2 separate regions of the Zea mays genome follow, and region 1 is linked to region 2. The links are chromatin contacts, called in public Hi-C maps. All regions are on one chromosome and are shown on one strand. The core of a region is the stretch at or near the end of the contact, and the rest is flanking DNA. Distances in the headings are between cores, read along the strand shown.

Evidence for each region. A called contact is a pair of places that touch in the nucleus more often than the background predicts.
Region 1: a contact with region 2 is called in a Hi-C map of bundle sheath, with 6 times the contacts expected there. The contact joins the promoter of LOC100192731 here to the promoter of LOC100192755 in region 2. A contact is called at or near these places in 2 of 25 Hi-C or Micro-C datasets (bundle sheath and ear).

Annotation. Positions count from the first base shown.
Region 1 is chr2:75,043,878-75,046,959 of Zm-B73-REFERENCE-NAM-5.0, forward strand. It overlaps LOC100192731, which reads right to left and starts at 1,759. Exons shown (of 1, transcript NM_001137931.3): 1 at 544-1,759. The coding sequence starts at 1,365. The coding sequence ends at 640.
Region 2 is chr2:74,559,738-74,562,855 of Zm-B73-REFERENCE-NAM-5.0, forward strand. LOC100192755 reads left to right here and starts at 1,405. Exons shown (of 3, transcript NM_001367490.1): 1 at 1,405-1,716; 2 at 1,832-1,994; 3 at 2,116-3,051. The coding sequence starts at 1,463. The coding sequence ends at 2,892.

The DNA of each region.
Region 1 (3,082 bases), core at 509-3,008, 480 kb after region 2:
CATGCATGATGCCACACCCCCCATCCCCCAAGCTCCTTTTATTTTTCTGAGAGCGCAAAGCGCGCGCGCAGACACGACGCATCCATCAACTTTTACTCTCCGTACTAGCCAGCTTAATTTGCATGCATGCATGCGTGCGTGCGTGCCCACCGCCTTTGATCACCTGTTGTTACGGCTGCTTTCGCTTTCTCGCTAACCTTTGGCGCGCCCGGCATCATATTTTCCTCTGTTCTCGCGCCCATTCCATTCCTTAACCCGGGGGGATATCCACCCCGTGTCGTGCGGTGTTAAACCGGTTGCTTTTGGTTCCAGAGTAACCCTGAAGCTTCTAGCAGCACATGCATGCAAACACACAAAGCCCACCACTTGCTGAGTGCTGACCTCCTCCTGGCTGCAGGCTCCAGAATCCAGATATCCTCCTCCTCGACCCTGCCCCTGTGCCCTAGCTCCATTCCTGCCCCTCAAGATGAGGGCTTGTGCCCAGCCGACCTCTATATATACCCACGGCGTCCCACAGGCCAAACTCCATGTCCAACCATCCAACAACACACTCCAATCGTCGCTAGCCGGCCAGTACTGTCCGTCACATACACACACACTGACACCACCATCCACAAGAATCTCTCCACGCTACAGCCGCTACATACTGCAGCTGCAAGCTAGCGAGGCAAGTGTGTAACAACTAAGATGAAGGGCAAGGCGTCGAGGTTCCTGAAGCAGATGGTGTCGACCATCGTGGCGGTAGTCAAGGCCAAGTCCACGGCGGTGCGCGTCAAGACCAGCGCCCTCAAGACGCGCCTCCTCATCTTCGGCATCCTCCGCAACAAGAAGCTGCTCGTCACCGCCATCAACCACAAGATCCACGCCATCATGGGGCAGCAGCAGGAAGCAGCAGACAACGGCGCCGGCAAGCAGCAGCGCGACAGCAGCGACGAAGACGGCGGCGGCGGCGGCGGCAGGAATAAGGCCATCGTGCTCTACAAGCCCCCCAGCTACAGCTTCTCCGCGGAGCTGGGCGCCCACGAGGCGGAGCCGCCGCCGCAGGAGGAGGAGGAGGAGGACAGCGACGACTACCTCACCCACTCGCTGTTCGCCGACGAGGACGACGAGCTGGTCAACGCGCCGGGCTCGGTCATCGACGTCATGCGCGACGCCAGGGCGCGGGAGGCCGGCGACGGCAACGCCGCCGAGTTCAGCCTCGAGGACGAGATCGACCACGTCGCCGACGTCTTCATCCGCCGCATCCACCGCCAGCTCAAGCTGCAGAAGCTCGACTCCTTCAAGCGCTTCTGCGAGATGCTCGAGAGGAGCACCGCCTGACGCCCATGGCCACCGCATCGTGCATGCATCTTCATTCACATCCATCGTCCATCCGTGCTGCCAAGTGCCAACTAATGAATTAACCAGCAACACTTAATTAAGAGGTAGTGTGCATGGTGAAACAAAAATTATTAACATGGCTTCTAGCTGCTACTGCTACTGCTACTAGCAATTTTTGCCTCTCTGGTCTGGTCTGCCAAGGCTACCGCTGCTGTATGAATAACTTGGAGATCGACCGAAAAATTACATGCATGTAAGTAGAAGGGGTTAATAAAGGTGGTATGCAGACGAAGATGCTTTTCTTGAACTAGGGTTTAAGTAGCTAGAAATGGATGGGAACTGTACTTTAAGTAATTATGTTCTTTGTTCTTTGGGGAACATTGTTCTTGTGCTTAACCTTCAATAAAGAGGTAAAAGAAGAGTACGTGGATTGGACATCAGGCTTTGATCCGTACCGACTTCTATAATTTTATACTGTTTTGTCTTTATAGATTACATAGATTACACAACTACAACAGTCCGAACAGTTGGCTTGGCATTAAACTCAAACGAACAACTCGATTCTTAAGATACATCGTGTGTGTCTTTGTCACACATAGCTCAGCATATATGGATTTCTTTCGGAAAGGCCAGCTAAATATCATATCTAGGCTTTTTAGGCAACGAAGATTCTTATTACATCATAATAAAATTGAAATTATTTTGTTCTTTATGTACTAAAAATGATTTTCAAAACACAAAGACGCCCCATAAAATAAACCGTCTTTAAAGATAAGTTATAGAGGTAGCTCTAACCCCGGCCGTCTCTATAAATTTATCTCTATAGGTGACTATTATCACTACCGGAATTCGGCTCTTTGCCAAGTACAAAATGATTTGCCGAGTGTTTTTCTTTCGGGCACTCGACAAAAAAGCTCTTTGCCGAGTGCCAAGTAAAAAACTCTCGGTAAAAAAACACTCGGCAAAGAAACTCTTTGTCAAGTATTTTTATTTTTGACGCTCGGCAAAGAGTTTCTTTGCCGAGTGTTTTTTTAACACTAGTTAAAGAGCTTCTTTCCCAATTGTTTTTTTGACATTAGGCAAAGAGCTTCTTTGCCAAGTGTTTTTTTCAACACTAGGCAAAGATAGTTTAAAAATCATATTTTGAAGCGGTAAATTAATTTCAAATGAAAAGTTTTCAATTACAAATTTGTATAACTCATCAAGATATATAATTTATATTTGATCATTTCTTCATATGACAAAATAAAAGTAAATTTGTTAATAAAACATATTTCTCTCGTAGTTTATGAAACAACAAGAGAGATATACAAGATTTGTGAATAATGTTAGAACCATCATGTGGATGAACAAATAACCAAATAAACAAAATAAACTTTGTAGATCTTGAGAAGTTATAGAATTTTATTGTTGGCAACTTTTTCATTTGAAGTCATCTTGTCAACAAAAACTACATCTGAATTTAACAAATTTTAATTTTGAAAACGACCTCGAATGGAAAAACCACCAACATGAAAGTTATAGGTTTTGAAAAGTTATGAAACTTTATAGTTGATAGTGTTTTGGTTTGAAATTACCTTGTCATGCAAAACTATGTTTGAATTTTAAATTTTGGATTTTTCAAACTACATCGGATGGAAAAAACACTAAAATAAAAGTTGTAGGTCTTGAAATGTAATGAAACTTTGTAATTGACAAATTTTTAATTTGAAATCATCTTATCATAAAAAAATTCGTGTGAAGTTTTCAAATTTGAAATTTA
Region 2 (3,118 bases), core at 155-2,654:
CAAAAAAAGGATAGCGTTAACCTTGCCGAATCATCTCAGATTTAAAATGAAATATTGTGCGCTGGTGGTCTTGAACAAAAAACTTTAACCAATGCAACAAATCAAGCAACTTAAAGAAGGGTGATACGAAATAATAAGCTGTCAGATAATAAAAATCAAGCAATGGATTTGGCAAAAAGATGCCAAATAAATGGCATGACGAGGGACAACAACGTAGCTAATTTCCCTCGGCAGCGATACCGTACCTCTCTACCCGCCGTTCTCGCCAAAAAAAAACCACGAAAGCAATCATGGAGAGGAGCGTAATAATCAGCAGGTTGGTTAATCAAAATCAGTAACGCCCACCAAATTCTGCAGTGCGCCCAAGCAACCATTTCCTTAGAGCCAAAACAATCACCGGCAGGCTAATTTAATTCCATTTATTTATGCTATGGAGGGGAGGGGGGGCACCAGATTAGGCAGCCAAAGCTTCAATTGTTAGCAATACACAGCACCAATCACATGAAAGCAAGGAAGCACGGCTTCCATTCGTTGCGGCATCAATCCTCCCCCTATGTGACTGCCGCTGCAATCTGACATGCATGCCGATGCCATGCCAAAAACCGTGTCAGCATCCAGCAAGATTTCCATGTCACCAACCCTAGCTATGTGACTGACTGACTGATGGTTGATGATGCTACCAAACCATATACGAGGGGAGGGAGGACAGGAGGAACAAACCCCATGGCCCCCACACACACTCCCTCTTTCTCTCCTTTATCAGGGACCAGGAAATAGAACCAGCAACGAATAATAAACAAACCAGGCAAACAACCTAGCCCGAGAAAAGCAAAGCCAAGGAGGGTGGAAATTGCACTGATGCATTGGCAGGAGGCCACCACAATCATGCATGAATGGGTCCAGTCCTCAGTGCCCCACCACCTCCAGGTTTCCTCTCTCTTTAAAACTGAAGGAAATTAAAAAAACGGAAAGAAAAAAGAGAGGAGATATGTGCCTCAAAAGCTGAGAAGAGAGATAGATAGAACATAGAAAGGTAGAGAGTGGGGAAAAAAAGGACATGAGAGAGAGAGAAAGAGAGAGGAGGGTGGGGGGAGTATCAAGAAAGGAGAGGCTTTGCATCCAAGCGTGCTCCCCGTGAAGCAACCCTCCCCTCCGGTCAGCGTCCCTGTTGACCGAACCCGCAACGGAACGGAAACGGAGTGGTGGAACCGAACCCGCGCTCGGCGCTTCCCCTTCCTCGCCCACCCCACGCCACGACGCGACGACCATGTTGTGCAGTTGTGCTCCTCTCCTTGCCTGCCTTGGGCTTCCTATCCTATACTATATATAACTGTCCTCCTCCGGCACCTTCGCCATAACAGATACAGGCACCCCCTCCTCTCCTCTCCTCTCCTCTCTCTCCCTCTCATCACCAAAGAACTGCAACTAGGAACGGTTCGCCACAAAAAAAGAACGTACGGCTATGAAGACGAGGCGCGGTGCCTGCCACGCGGCGGCGGCGGCCACGGCGCCGGGCGAGGGGCCGGAGGCGCAACGCCGGAAGCGGCGCAGGACGGCGGCGGCCGAGGGGTCGCCAGCGGCGGCCGGCACTCCAGGTGTCCGCCCGGTGGGCAGAGACATGTTCGAAGAGCTGCCTGACGATCTCGTCGTCTCCATACTACGGGACGTCGCCGCGTCCGCCAGTTCGCCGGCCGATCTCGCCGGCGCCATGCTCACGTACGTCCAGTATATGTACAATATGTTGTGCCTGTTTTGTGCAAGGTGACGTGAGCCGGGAAGTCGACGGGCGATTGGAGTTGGAGTTGTAACCTCGACTTCTGTGCGTGCGCAGGTGCAAGAGGTTCAGGGAGCTCGGGCAGAGCAAGGTGGTGCTGGCGCGGGCGTCGCCGCGGTGCCTGGCGGTGCGCGCCAAGGCCTGGTCGGAGGAGGCGCACCGGTTCCTGCAGCGCTGCGCCGACGCGGGCAGCCTGGAAGCGTGCTACCTCCTTGGCATGGTAAGGACAGGAAGCTACAATCGTTGGACTTGTACAGAGGAGGAATCGTCTTTTGCCGTCCCGGCTAGCTAGGCGTTGCGTTGGATCGCGCTGACGGCGCTCGATGCATGGATGGATGCAGATTCGGTTCTACTGCCTGGGGATCCGCGGCTCGGGCGCGGCGCTGATGGCGGCGGCGGCGGTGGGCGGGCACCGCGAGGCGCTCTACTCGCTGGCCGTGGTCCAGTTCAACGGCAGCGGCGGGGGCAAGGACGACCGCGACCTCCGCGCCGGAGCCGCGCTGTGCGCGCGCGCGGCGTCGCTGGGCCACGTGGGCGCGCTCCGCGAGCTGGGGCACTGCCTCCAGGACGGCTACGGCGTGCGGCGGTCCGTGCTGGACGGGCGGCGCCTCCTGATCCAGGCGAACGCGCGCGAGCTCGCGGCGGTCGCCGCCTCGCCGCCGCCGCAGCTGCTCGGCAAGGCGGCGCCCCACCCGACTCGGCGTCACTCGTGCCTCCTGAGCGACTTCGGGTGCCGCGCCGCGGCCGGGGAGCCGCACGCGGCCAACCGGTTCCTGGCGGACTGGTTCGCGTCGCGGCCGCTGGGTACGGCGGCGGCGGTGGCGGCGGGCGGCGGGAGCGGCTCCTCGCCCGAGGAGGACGGCGCCGGCGCGCTGCGGCTGTGCTCGCAGGCGCTGTGCGGGCGGCCCGAGACGCGGCGGCACGAGTTCAGGCGGTGCTCCGTGTGCGGCCTGGTGAACTACTGCTCCCGCGCGTGCCAGGCGCTGCACTGGAAGATGGCGCACAAGGCGGAGTGCACGCCCATGGACCGGTGGCTCGACGTGGTCGGCGTCGGCGGCGGCGCGGCGCCGCAGCCCCACGCTAATGCCGACGGCGCCGCGGCGGCCCCGGCGCCGTGACGCGCTGGCGGTCGTCCGTTTCTTGTCACTTGTCAGTTAGCGTCCGCAACGTCAGTTTTTACTCCTTTTTTTTTTCTGTCCGTTTCTCGCCCTCCATTTGTCCTCTGTACTACGGCACCTGTGGTTATAGTTGGCAATTGGCATGGCATGCTGAGGTAACATTATTATTGGCATAAAGCGAGCGACGGAGCGAGGGCAAGCACGGCATATCTAGTTCTAGCCTTCT